2 separate regions of the Mus musculus genome follow, and region 2 is linked to region 1. A link is a contact called in public HiChIP or PLAC-seq data. All regions are on one chromosome and are shown on one strand. The core of a region is the stretch at or near the end of the contact, and the rest is flanking DNA. Distances in the headings are between cores, read along the strand shown.

Region 1 (6,322 bases), core at 3,761-6,260:
GTGAGTCGATGGTTCATCTTCACCCTTCCTTAGGCAAGATGAGCTGGAACGTGGCAATGCACAGCTGTGTGTGATAACCCTTCCAGAACATTCTCAGATGCATTCCCCAAGTGTTACTCAATGGGCTGGGTTAAGGGTGGGGCAGATGCTGGCAGAGGGTCACAACAAATTAAAGTGTCTTGAGAAATATATGAAAGAGGCACTCAACTGACAAGATGGTAGGTTCCAGATGTCTTGGTCTTTCCCTCCCTTCCTTCCTTCCTTTGTTCCTCCCTCCTTCTTTCCCTCCCTCCCTCCCTCCCTCCCTCCCTCCCTCCCTCCCTCCCTCCCTCCCTCCCTTCCTTCCTTCTTTCCTTCCTTCCTACCTACTTTTTTTTTAAAGACAGTGTTTCTCTGAGTAGCACTGGCTGTCTTGTAGCTTGCTCCATGGACCAGGGTGGCCTCAAACTCAGAGATCTCTACCAGGTCTTTCTTCCTGAGTGCTGGAATTAAAGATATGCCACACCATGGTCTGCATCTTGGTCTTTTCTAGAGGGTTAAATGAAGTAATATCAAGACAGGCTGTGGCATGGGTTAGAGGCATACATTTCTCAGAAAACCAATTTCTGGAAAGATGGTGCTGTGTAGTTGCAGGAAACTTAGAAGGATATGTTTTTATTGTTTCTTGAAAGAAAAAAAAAGGAGGTTATATGAGTGGAAATTTTTGGAAAGGAGTCAGGGAAGGAGAAACAGATGCAGGGTCATGACCTACCAAATAAAACTGTTATTCCAGGAACTTCAGCAGGCAAAAGCCACTCTGCATGGAGAGCACTGTGGTCCGATAGAGCCTCAGCTTCATGTGCAGGGGACCTTTCTGCCCTAGTGTCCCTGCCTGAGATTACAGGCAGAGTCTTCATAGAGGTCAGTGAGTTAAGATGAGGTCACTGAGATGGCCCTAATTCCGTTTGACTGCTGTGCTCGGAAGAAAGTTTGGATGCAGACACTCACAGAGAAGGACCTTATGGGAAAGAGAGGCTGCCACCTGCAAGCAGAGGGGGACATGGGGAGAGGATGGCCCCTGCAAGCTGAGGACAGAAAACCAGGTCTGCTGATTCCTTCATCTTGGACTTGGAACCTTCAGAACTGTAAGGAAAAAAGCCAGCTTTCCTTGATTTAAGTCCCCTACCCCACACTACCACAGCCATGTGTGGCAACCCAAGGCAAAGTACTCTAGCAACTGAGAAGAGACCAGTGGTCTGGCTCCTGCCAGTGCTTCAGTGACTGTCTCTCCCTCGGCCATTCTTTCTCATTTGTCTGCCACAAGTTCCCCAAAGTGAAAGACTTTGAAGATCTATTTATTTACTTACTCTTAGGATTGAGTTAGTGATTGATAAACAGAAGTGAGTCTTCTACAGAAAGGTGGGTCCTAGTAAGCTGTGTGAGTCCTGTACGCCCCTGAGGCAGCCTTGGAGTGGGGCTCAGCGTCCCATAGTCTTCTTTGGGTGACAAGAACCATCTAGGCTTTACAGAGGATTGGAAGGGCAGGTAGTTCCAATAGGCATCAAACAGTAAATAACTTGATGGCCAACCCTTTCAAAGACTGGTCCGTGACTGTCTCCTCCAGCAGTGAATCCTGCTACACCCCCTACCCCCCAACCCTGGCATCATTTAATTGTTTGATGTTGTCAGTTTGATGTTTGATGTTGGGTCTAGTGATTCACCTCTGCTCTGGCCTGAAAAGCTTCAATCATCCAAGAGTCCCAATCATCCTCTTGGGAGTCCCTTGGAGGCTTATTCTCCTGCTAAGGAAACTAACCCCAAATATTTACCCAGTAGAAGTTGTAAACTTTGACTTTACCTGTCAAGGTGTATCTCTGTAAGAAGCAGGGGAAGCTAGGGCTTTGCCTTGTGGGAACTGCTCCCTCTGAGATCTGAGAACAATGTCCATTCTCATTCTAAGCGAACCCCTCTTGGGACCAGGCTTCCTTGCCCTCTCAGACTTCAGACAGGCACTCCCACTTCCGGTGTGAGCAGTTCACCACCACAGCTGGCCAGGCAGGAACCCTGAGTATGAGCCCAGCCTCAGGGGGTCTTGGGGGCAGTGGAAGGGTAAAGGCTGCCAGAAAATTAATGATAAGTACCTCAAGAGAAGGGCTTACACTACACACTGGAATGTAAGCGAATTACTTCACACAACTCACTGTTGATCATTTGGTCACCAGTACCTCTAGCCAAGGATTTCTCTCATCAGCCATCACTGGCTAGATCTTCCTCCACCCATTCTCTGGCGCCCTGGACTCCTACATGACTTCTGTAAGGAGTTTGATTTCACATAGAACAATTATGAGGAATTGGTCAATGACACCATCAAACCCTCCCTAGCCTTTCCAACTACTGTCTACTGGTTAGACATTACTGACTAAGAAGCACTTAAAACTCTTAAAACTATCAATTATTCTGTTTTGTTCCTCCAGCCCCTGCCTCATATTTTGAACCTCTGTGATGAGATACATCTGTTTAGGATGTCAGGTCTGTTTGGTGAATGGACTCTTCCACCACAGTGAAATTTGTTTGCTTGTTGTTGTTCTGTCTCTAGCAATATTCTTTTCTTTGAAGTTACTTTGACATTGAAGTAGCTTTTTTTTTTAAACTAACACTGGTGTGTACTCTTCTGCCTCAGTTATGAAATGTTGGCATCTTTAGACTTCAAATGTTAACTTGTCAACAGTGTAGGTGAGTTCTATCAAGTTGTCCAAACCACACCTGTCTTTCATTTTAATCTACTTATATTAGATAAAATTATGATGGTTCAACTTAAATCTGCCATTCTAATAGTTATCCCTTGCTTTAAAAACTTCTTAATTCTCATTTTCAGCTGGAATTGACACTATGTGTGTATGTATGTATGTATGTATGTATGTATGTTTGTTTCATCCCAACTGCAACTTCCTTCCCTACTCTCCTCCCATCCCTCTCTCCCTGCCCTCTTCCCTTCCTCCCCACTCCATCCCCCTCCCTTTCTCTTCAGAAAAGGGCAGGTCTCCCATGGATATCAACCAGCCATGGCACATCAAGTCGCAGTAAGACTAGGAACCTCCTCTCCTATTAAGTCTAGAAGAGGCAACCCAATAGGAGGAAAGGGTGCCAAAGGCAGGCAACATAGTCAGAGACAGCTTCTGTTCCCATTGTTAGGAGTCCCAAAAAAAGACCAAGTTACACAATACAACATACTTGCAGAGGGCCCAGGTCTGTCCCATGCAGGCTCCCTTGTTGGCAGCTTGGTGAATTGCCAACCTTTTAACTGGTTGCTCTTTTGAACCTTTTGAACGATGCCTCTTTGTGTCATGCTTTAGGAGTCAGTCTAGGACTTAGGATCCCTGTGTTCAAGTCAAATATGTCTCTGCAAACAATGACAGCCAGGGCTTAACAATTACATGGTATCTAGCACAGCCCACCCAATGGCACATCTCCTGTTGGGCTGACAGAGTGGGTTGTTTGGGAGTGGGATTCTGATGTCACCCAGTCTCATGTGTGTCTTGGAAGGAGCTCTGATATAACTTTGATCAGATTCAAGTCACTGTCCGAGTTATATAGGTCTGAGACAAAAGGTTTCCCCGAGGCAAGTGTTGCAGCTCTAAAGGAAAGGCTTCCTCAGTGCAAGAGAGATCTAACTCAGCCCTGCTTTTCTCTAGATACAGTCTCTCTCTTAGCTGCCTCATTGTGCCCCAGGCTTCTGTGTGCTCCCCTGCCACCATGTGTTCCCTAACTAGACCTTTAGCAATCACCTTCCATGGTTTATAAATTGAGCAATAGAAGTTAAATATTTTATGTTAGTTAAATATAAATTTATAAGTGACAAATGTGTGTATTTGTGTGTGTGTTAAAATACCAGTCTTTTGTTTCTAGATGTTGTTGTATGTCCATAGATGGGTATCATCCCATTGAGAACCACTGGGTGAATCCATCTTTCCTTATTGGATGATTAGAAAAATAGTAAAAGATGGGCAGAGGGGGAAGAAATGGGACTTCTATAGACTTGTAAAGGAACTGGAGAGTTGATAGTTTTGAAGAATGAATCCAGTATATAATCTCAGAGAACATACACCCATGATAGGAAGAAGGGCTGCGGAGGGAATCAGCAGATAGCCAAGGCCTTGAATGAAGATATGGAACCTGGATTTGGCAAAGGACAATTTGTGGGAGTTAGTTCTCTTCTTCTACCAAATGCATCCCAGGAATCAACTTACCATCAGCTACCATAGTTAGCCATACCTGACTTGGACACAGAAGCTTCAAATATCTTTCTTTCTCCAGTAATTAAAATACATCAAGAGGAGCCAGCAAATGAGCAGTGGAATGAGATGCTTTCTGACATATGTTCATATATATTCATATATTTAAAGAAAAACAACACCTTAACTCGAGGAAAGTACCTCACAGTGGGAATTTCAGGTCGTGGATACCCTTGCAACCACACCCACGAAGCAACAGCCTGTTCGATTGGTGTGTTTCAGCCTGGTCTAATTATAGCAATTATGACAAATGGCTTTGATGCTTGAGGCTGAAACGGGAACTAATACTTCCTAATGAGGCCGGGTTACATTTGCATGAAAGCAGAGGTGGTCCACAGAGCTACAAGCTGTCGGAGGGAGCCACAGTGCTAGAGCTTTTGACACCTCAAGCCTTGATCTTAGCAAGAGAACTGAAACTACCCTGTCTTTCATCTCTAGTCTGGTTAGAAGATCAAGCCAATATGTTTTCTGAGAGCTATTGATTTTTTTTCTTTTTTAAAAGTAATTATAGAAACTGTCTTGGAATCATTTAGTTTTATATGTAAGAACTGCAAAGGCACAGGGGTGGGAAGGTTATCCAGCAAACAAAGACCTTGGAATCTGGGGACTATGGAGGAAATACTTACAGACAGAGGCTTCCTAGAAATAAAATTACTAACGAGCAACTCAAACTGTGATCGTCTCCCCAAGGGACTGGTGAGGTGACCCCACCAGAAAGCTCCAACTTTCCACTCCCTACTTTCAATTTCTTCTCACTCCCACACCCTCCTTGTTATCTGAATCGATGGGGGGAAGTTGTAGGTACGACCTGAATCCTTCCTGATTTGAGTCAAATGAGAAAAAAAAAGTACAGAAAGGAGATATGGTCTTGAGAACAAAGGGAAACTGACTAAATGTGAGATCTTCAGGCACGGGGCGGAGTTGGGAGCATGCATTTTTAACCTGGTGATGCTGACAGTTCCTGGAGACAAAAGGTAGCAGAGCTTTGCTCCCAGCCAGGAAATCAATTGGGCATGGTTCCTGTGTCTCCTTGTGAAGCCATCACCTTGGATTTTTACTTGGGTGGCTCCCTGCTGAGAAGCATGTCACACAATTAACTCTTGCAGGGTTTAAAAGTATTTCCAACAATAGAAAAAGCGGTGGTAGTAAAATAGAGTTTTGTTTTGTTTTGTTTTGTTTTGTTTTCTTTCGAGACTATTACATCTATCTATCATCTATTACAAGCTGGCCTTAGATGTAGCAGAGGAGGACCCCGAACTTCTCTTCTCTTGTCTTCACCTTTGGAGTGATTGGGATTACATGACCACCACATCCAACTTATGGTGCTATCTATCAACCAAGAATTCCATGCAAAATGGACAAGCTCTCGACCAGCTAAGCTGGGTCTCCAGCCCTGGAGCTGGAAGATTCTAAGGTGCAAAATTTATGAACAGCGATCTGTTTATCTGAAGCCTGAGAGGATAAAACTTCATTAGCTGGTGGAGGATATGTGTTTATTTAATTTTATATTGTTTCCTCAGGGTTAGATGACATGAGACAGGATACGTTTTAACAAAGGCTTTCCTATCTAAGTCTCTTCTTTCTACTCATTACTTCCAATGTGATTGCAATATGATGTAATTTTTAACCAGTTGAGTTCTAGTCTAAGCATCTTTTTTGCACCTCAGAAAGAGGTTGTCTTTCAGCATTGCGTTAACAATGCAGCACTCGAAGTTAGATGGAGAATACGTCCTTAAGCCGTCTGATGTTGATTGATTTGGGCCCAAGAGAGTATGACTGCTGACATATTTGTTGACAATAATAACATGCCTACGAAAAAGTGATGTCCTTTGACAGTTATTAATAAAAAAGTAAACCTGATACAAACTGGACTTGGGAAGACTGCAGTAAATGTCAGCAAGCATTTTTACAATTAATGACAGGTATATTTTCCATATTAGTGCTACTGGTCAGAAGAGCAGCCATTGTTTAAGCTAGAGAATGAAACCTCAAATACCTACATGGAGTTGGCCTATAACTGACTAATCATTGGTAGAAGTCAGCTAGGTCAG
Region 2 (5,969 bases), core at 3,466-5,965, 120 kb before region 1:
AGCCATGAAAAAGCTAGGCCCAGGCAAGGTAGTGCATGCCTTTAATCTCAGGAGACAGAGGCAAGCAGATCTCCGAGTTCAAGGCCAGCCTGGGCCAGAATAACTTCCAAGTCCAGTCATGATGATACCCATTTTTAATCGATGCATTCAGGAGACATCACCATGCAGAAAGTTCAAGATTAATCTACAGAACAAGTTCCAGTACAGCCAAGCTTAGGCAGTGAAGGAGTTGGAAAATATAAAGCTGGCAAAAGGTAATAGAACAAAGGAGCCATGTTCCAGTCCCACCAAGCAGCAAAATTCGGCAGTTGTGGCCATGTGGCTCTGACTTTATAGTCAAGAAAAGAAGGGACTACTGGTAAAATTGATGCTGGTTAGCTGGAGCTAAGAAATAAGCAGTGATTAAAAAGAGATCAGCATCAATCATTGAAGTGAAATCTTTTGGGAAGTGTTTTCTGAAAGCACATAGAAGCTATGTTCCAGAGATAACCAAGGTTGTACCTCATGCTTCAGCTGGACTTGGTAATGTGTAAGAGTCACCCAGGTGGAACTGGTTTTGACAACATGAAGGTGTCATGGAGAACAGCTTAGGTTTGGCACTGTGAGAGGCCATGGGAGTCCACTGGTGAAGGTGCAACCTCAGTTGTAGTTGACTGTCCAGGACTGAAGGGGTCATGCATAGAAGTTGAGGCTTGGCACCATGAAGAAAGCCTAAGAGAGGCTATTGGTGAAGCCTAGTTGCAACAGAAGACTCCAGTGTATTGGAGATGCCAGCAGCATGAGATGATCACCAAGAACAGCAGCAACAGTATGGTGGAGTCAACCAGAACCTAGAGTGCTACAGAGGGCAGAGCTAGAGAAGTAAACCAAGCCCTTTGGAGGAGCCCAGAAGATCATGTGTGGATCCCAGACATTGGGATGAGAAGCTGTGAAGTTGAAGTTGTCTTGGATACCTCAAGATGTAAGAGATGCCAGAACCATGGGAAACTGGTCTAGGAAAGCCGCTAACAGGGAGTAGAACCAGCCAAAGAAAATAATTGTGTTGCACTCAACAAAGATGAAAGGAGTTGGGGATTTGAAGAGAGCTTTGATATCAGACATAGAGATCCTGAGTTTGCCCAGCTGGTTTTTGGTCTTATGTTGGTTCAGTATTTTCTCACCATGACGTTTTGGAATGATAATGTATATCCTGCATGATGTAGGAAGTATGTGATCTGTGTTTTTTTTTTTTTTTTTTTTTTTAAGTTTTGACTTACTATGGTATTATAGTTAGGAGATTGCATGAATCTCAAAAGAGACTTTTGGACTTTTAACATTGTTGAGACTGTTATAAACTGTGGGACTTTTGAAGTTGGACTAGGTGTATATTTTGCATTATGCTACGGCTAGTTATCACCCCCATAGATTTATGTGTTTGAACAAACCTATGGGGGCCAGGGAGTGGAATGTGTTGGTTTGGATTTGCTTGGTTCAGGGAGTAGCACTATTCAGAAATAGTGGCCTTGTAGGAGGAATTGTGTCACTGTGGGGATGGGCTTTGGGAGGCCCTCCTCCACGCTGTCGAAAGATAGCTCCTGCTTCCTTTGGATGAAGATGTAGAACTCTCAGCTCCTTCTCCAGTGCTATGCCTGCCTGGCTGCTGCCATGTTTCTTGCTAGGATGATAATGGGCTGAAACTCTGAACCTGTAAGCCAGCCCCAATTAGATGCTGTCCCTTATAAGAGTTGCCTTGGTCACAGTGTCTGTTCACAGCAATGGAAGCCAAACTAAAATAAGGACCTTGCAGCTTGAGCTCTGTGGTTGCTGGAAAGAAGGTTGTTCTCCAGGGCAGACTTAGAAATTTTAGTCCAGTGGTTCTCAACCTTCCTAATGCTTCAGCTCTTTAGTACAGTTCCGTGTGCTGTGTGACGCCCCCAACCCTAAAATTATTTTGATGCTACTTCATAACTGCAGTCTTGTTATGAATCATAATGTAAGCATCTGATATGCAGGATATCCAATATGTGGCTCCTGTGAAAGGGTTGGTCCTAAAATGGTCGTGACCCACACGTGGAGAACTGCTGCTTTAGACTGTCCATGCCCTGGAGCAGGCCAATTTTATTACTAAGTTCATTGCTTTGCTCTATTCTGAGATGTTAGAGGTTGGTTAATTTTATTATGGGCTCATCCCTATCCTTTGCCAATTTATCCAGAGGTGCTAGGAGCAACCAGCCAGCATCATCATTTTTCTTATTTCCAAAACTGTCAAAAGTTTCTTATATAATCACTAAACCCATTATCTCTCACAGTTGGTGTATCAGTATCTGTGTTAGTGAATTGAAAAGCCTATACAAGATACTTCCAAAGGTGCTTATACTTCTGTTGCTCCAGAACCAATTCTAGTATCAACTTTTGTATTAGTCAGTGTTCTCTCAAGTAACAGAATTTATAGAACGAATCACTACATATATATCTATATATTTATATATCCATATCTATCTATCTATCTATCTATCTATCTATCTATCTATCTATCTATCTATCTGGGATTTATTGGAATGACTTACAGGCTGTGGTTCAGCTAATCCAACAATGGCTGGTTGGGAACAGGAAGTTCAAGAATCTAGTAGTTAAAATAAATAAATACAGTCATTATGTCAAACCATTAAATCAGGGACTGTCTTACATGGATGCATTTATACATATAGCATCTTTTTTTTTTTTTGAGGGGCACACATACATTTTTCTCCCTCTGTGATTCAGCTAACAGAATGTGGAACGTGCTTGATATATTGACATAGTGTAGCTGTCTTCCTTTTTTTCTCTTTGTTCCCAAAGGCCTCCCCAAGTCTTTGCATCTAAAGCAAATGACATTACACAAGTTTCAGGATGGTTGGAAGGATGTTGGTCAGCCTTTTAACTCCTGGGTCTCCTAGCGTGGCCCATTCACAAGTGCTTTGGAAGTTTTACTCTGTTGTCTATAGGAAAACTCAGCCTGTGGTTGTCCTTAGGAATGGTGCAGAGGTCTTTGGGGAAGGAAGATTTGCTGGAAAAAAAATATGGAGGCTATGCCGGTGCCTGGCAAACACAGAAGTGGATGCTCACAGTCAGCTATTGGATGGAACACAGGGCTGCCAATGGAAGAGCTAGAGAAAGTACCCAAGGAGCTAAAGAAGTCTGTAACCCTATAGGAGGAACAACAATATGATCTAACCAGTACCCACGGAGCTCGTGTCTCTGGCTGCATATGTAGCAGAAGATGGCCTAGTCTGCCATCATTGGAAAGAGAGGCCCCTTGGTCTTGCAAACTTTATATGCCTCAGTACAGGGGAACAGCAGGGCCAAGAAGTGGGAGTGGGAGAGGGAGGGCAGTGGGGGGAGGGTATGGGGGACTTTTGGGATAGCATTTGAAATGTAAATGACGAAAATACCTAATAAAAAAAGTTTAAAAAAAGGGGGGGGGGCTTCCAGCTACATTGTATCAGGCTGAGGTTTCTGGTCCCATGCATCAGAAACATTTTTTTTTTTTTTGGTTTTTTCGAGACAGGGTTTCTCTGTGTAGCTCTGGCTGTCCTGGCACTCACTCTGTAGACCAGGCTGGCTTCGAATTCAGAAATCCGCCTGCCTCTGCCTCCCAAGTGCTGGGATTAAACCGCCCCGTTGCATCAGAAATTTAAGCAGCAGACTGGGACAGCCAGGGCTCAGGCACTGGGGGCCGGAAGGATGTTGATCTCTACTCAGAGAGTTTATAATGCATCTGCATTCGCCTTAGCAGAGAGCAGAGCTGTCACTTTCTCTACTATACCTTCCCTACTTGTGACTGAGGTTGCCACTTAGAAATCTTCAGAGCCTTGTGAAAGAGTGATGTCAAGTCTGGTGAATCCAGTAATTTAAAAGAAGACCCTTGTGGGGCTGGAGAGATGGCTCAGTGGTTAAGTGCTCTTCCAAAGGTCTTGTGTTCAACTCCCAGCAACCACGTGGTGGCTCACAACCATCTGTAACAGGATCAGATGTCCTCTTCTGCTGTGCCTCAAGACAGAAACAGTGTACTCATACATAAAATAAGTAAGTTAATTAAAAAAAAGAGAAAGAAAGAAAATGATTGGAAGGCTTGTTGTCTCAGCGGCTGGCCGGAGGATGGCTTCTTTTTTCTTTACATTTCAATACTCTGAAGTAGTTTTTCTTTAATAAACACACTTTTCAGGAGCAAGGAAAAGTGTTTTTAAAAATAGCTAGAAAGAAGTGGGTAAGTTGTGTCTAATGAAAGGCAAAATTTAGCTTTTTGGAAGCACCCTCAGACTCACGCACCTGGAAAGGGGGCAAGAAGGAAGGGGTGAGGTAGCCCTTGAAGAAGGGGTGAGAAGTCTGGAAGAAATTTTGAAGTTTTTGGTGGCCGCTTGAGTGGCTGGGCCTGCTCAGCTTCTCGAAACCAGAATTCTTCCTCAAAATATATCTGTTCGAAAGCATCGCCAAGCAGAAAAGGCTGGAAACCAGAGGCGCCGGCAACTTAGAATGAACAGAGCCCAGGTTCCCATTTTTACAGGCATGTACTTCCTGGGGCCCGGGGTCCACTCTTCCGGTCTACCGTGCTTTGCCCGGATCCATCTAGTCAAGAAGAGTCAGTGACTATGAGAGAGCTGACCTACAGCTCCCCCAACACCAGAACACCAGCTGATCTCCTCCGCTGGAAGCCCTCTCCTGCAGCTTCTTCCTTTTAAGTTTGTTTGTGTGTTATTGTTCTGAAGGGTTTCTGGGTAACTATAAGCAACAGATCTTGTTAGTTCCTCTTCAGACTCCCCACTACTCCCCACCCTTATTTCTCACCTCCCAGCATCCTGTTTGTCTCCCTGACTCAGTTCCCCTGCCCCGCCCACAGCCCCTCCCTCCCCAGCTGCCAGTCCCCTGAGCCGTGTTTTTCTTCCCTCAGTTAATATGCTTTAACTTTTCCCCATTTGATTATGTGTACTTGGACCAAGCGCACCATGCATGCATCTCTTCAGTTTTTAATTCACTGAACCATGTGTCTTTCTCTCATGAAAACATTAAAAGCACGGTTAGAGCTGATGTTTGTCGTCCCCCCTCCCCCTTTCTTTTGAGACAATGTATTTATACAACATGGAGATGAGGAGGAATAAGGAAAATCAGAAAACGAGGGCGGTTATGGTTGAGATATCCAGTCTCTCTGAAAGGCTGCAGTGAAGGCTCGGTGTCTGGCTGGTCAGGCCAGTGACTGAGAGGGTGAGTGATGGATCGTGGATGCCCTGACCTACTCAATGGATGTTCTTATCCAGGGGCCACTTCACAATTAGATGGCGTTTTTTGGAGACAATGGGCACTTTCAGAGGTGGAGCCTAGTTGGAAGCAGTAGGTCATTGAAGGCATGTCAGCGGGGCTTTTCCTTGTTGCGCTCCATCCTCTGCTGTCTAAGAGTTACTTGAGGCTCTGCTCTGTCACACTGTCACCCGTCTCTGTCATTCCTTCACTCAGCCTTGACCCAAATCCAAAGCAAACAGTGGGACAGGTGTCTGGATTGAAACCTATAAAGCTGTGTGGGGCAGAGTAAGTCTGCCCTTACATATTTTTTTCTTAGGAACTTGATGCAATTATAAGAAACTGACTAACTGGGCTGTAGAGATGTCTCAGCAGTTAAGAGCACTGACAGCTCTTCCAAAGGTCCTGAGTTCAATTCCCAGCAACCACATGGTGGCTCAGAATCATCTGTAACGGGATCCGATGTCCCCTCTGGTGTATCTGAAGACAGCTACAGAGTACTCATCTATCTATATCTGTATCTGTATATCTGTATATATGTATATATATGTATATATGTATATATATGTATATATATTATATGTGGATGCCATGGTGGCTATGTGGAGGTCAGAGGACAACTTTACAACTCTTTGGAGTTGGTTTTCTCCTTCCACTGTGTAGGTCCAAAGAATCAAACTGAGTTCATCAGGGTTAGCAGCACGTGCCTGTCTTTACTG

What was found. HiChIP or PLAC-seq counts read pairs in DNA pulled down with a chosen protein or histone mark.
Region 2: a BATF HiChIP or PLAC-seq map of CD8 T cells shows a contact between it and region 1, with 9 read pairs. The contact joins two enhancer-like sites. A contact is called at or near these places in 1 of 15 datasets of contacts at CTCF or cohesin (CD8 T cells), 2 of 484 Hi-C or Micro-C datasets (embryonic fibroblasts and nephron progenitors) and 6 of 115 datasets of contacts at active chromatin or transcription factors (CD8 T cells, bone marrow-derived macrophages, embryonic stem cells and 2 more).

What each region holds. Positions count from the first base shown.
Region 1 is chr5:64,660,924-64,667,245 of GRCm38.p6, reverse strand. No RefSeq gene overlaps it. Among named protein-coding and RNA genes, the nearest start is that of Gm26761, 35 kb to the left of the region's middle. Within about 2 kb of position 5,010, at least 49 of the 459 cell types and tissues checked have an H3K27ac peak or open chromatin away from gene starts, as enhancers often do. A contact at or near this core is called in CD8 T cells and bone marrow-derived macrophages, where this site is marked.
Region 2 is chr5:64,779,722-64,785,690 of GRCm38.p6, reverse strand. No RefSeq gene overlaps it. Among named protein-coding and RNA genes, the nearest start is that of Klf3, 21 kb to the left of the region's middle. Within about 2 kb of position 4,715, at least 87 of the 459 cell types and tissues checked have an H3K27ac peak or open chromatin away from gene starts, as enhancers often do. A contact at or near this core is called in CD8 T cells and bone marrow-derived macrophages, where this site is marked.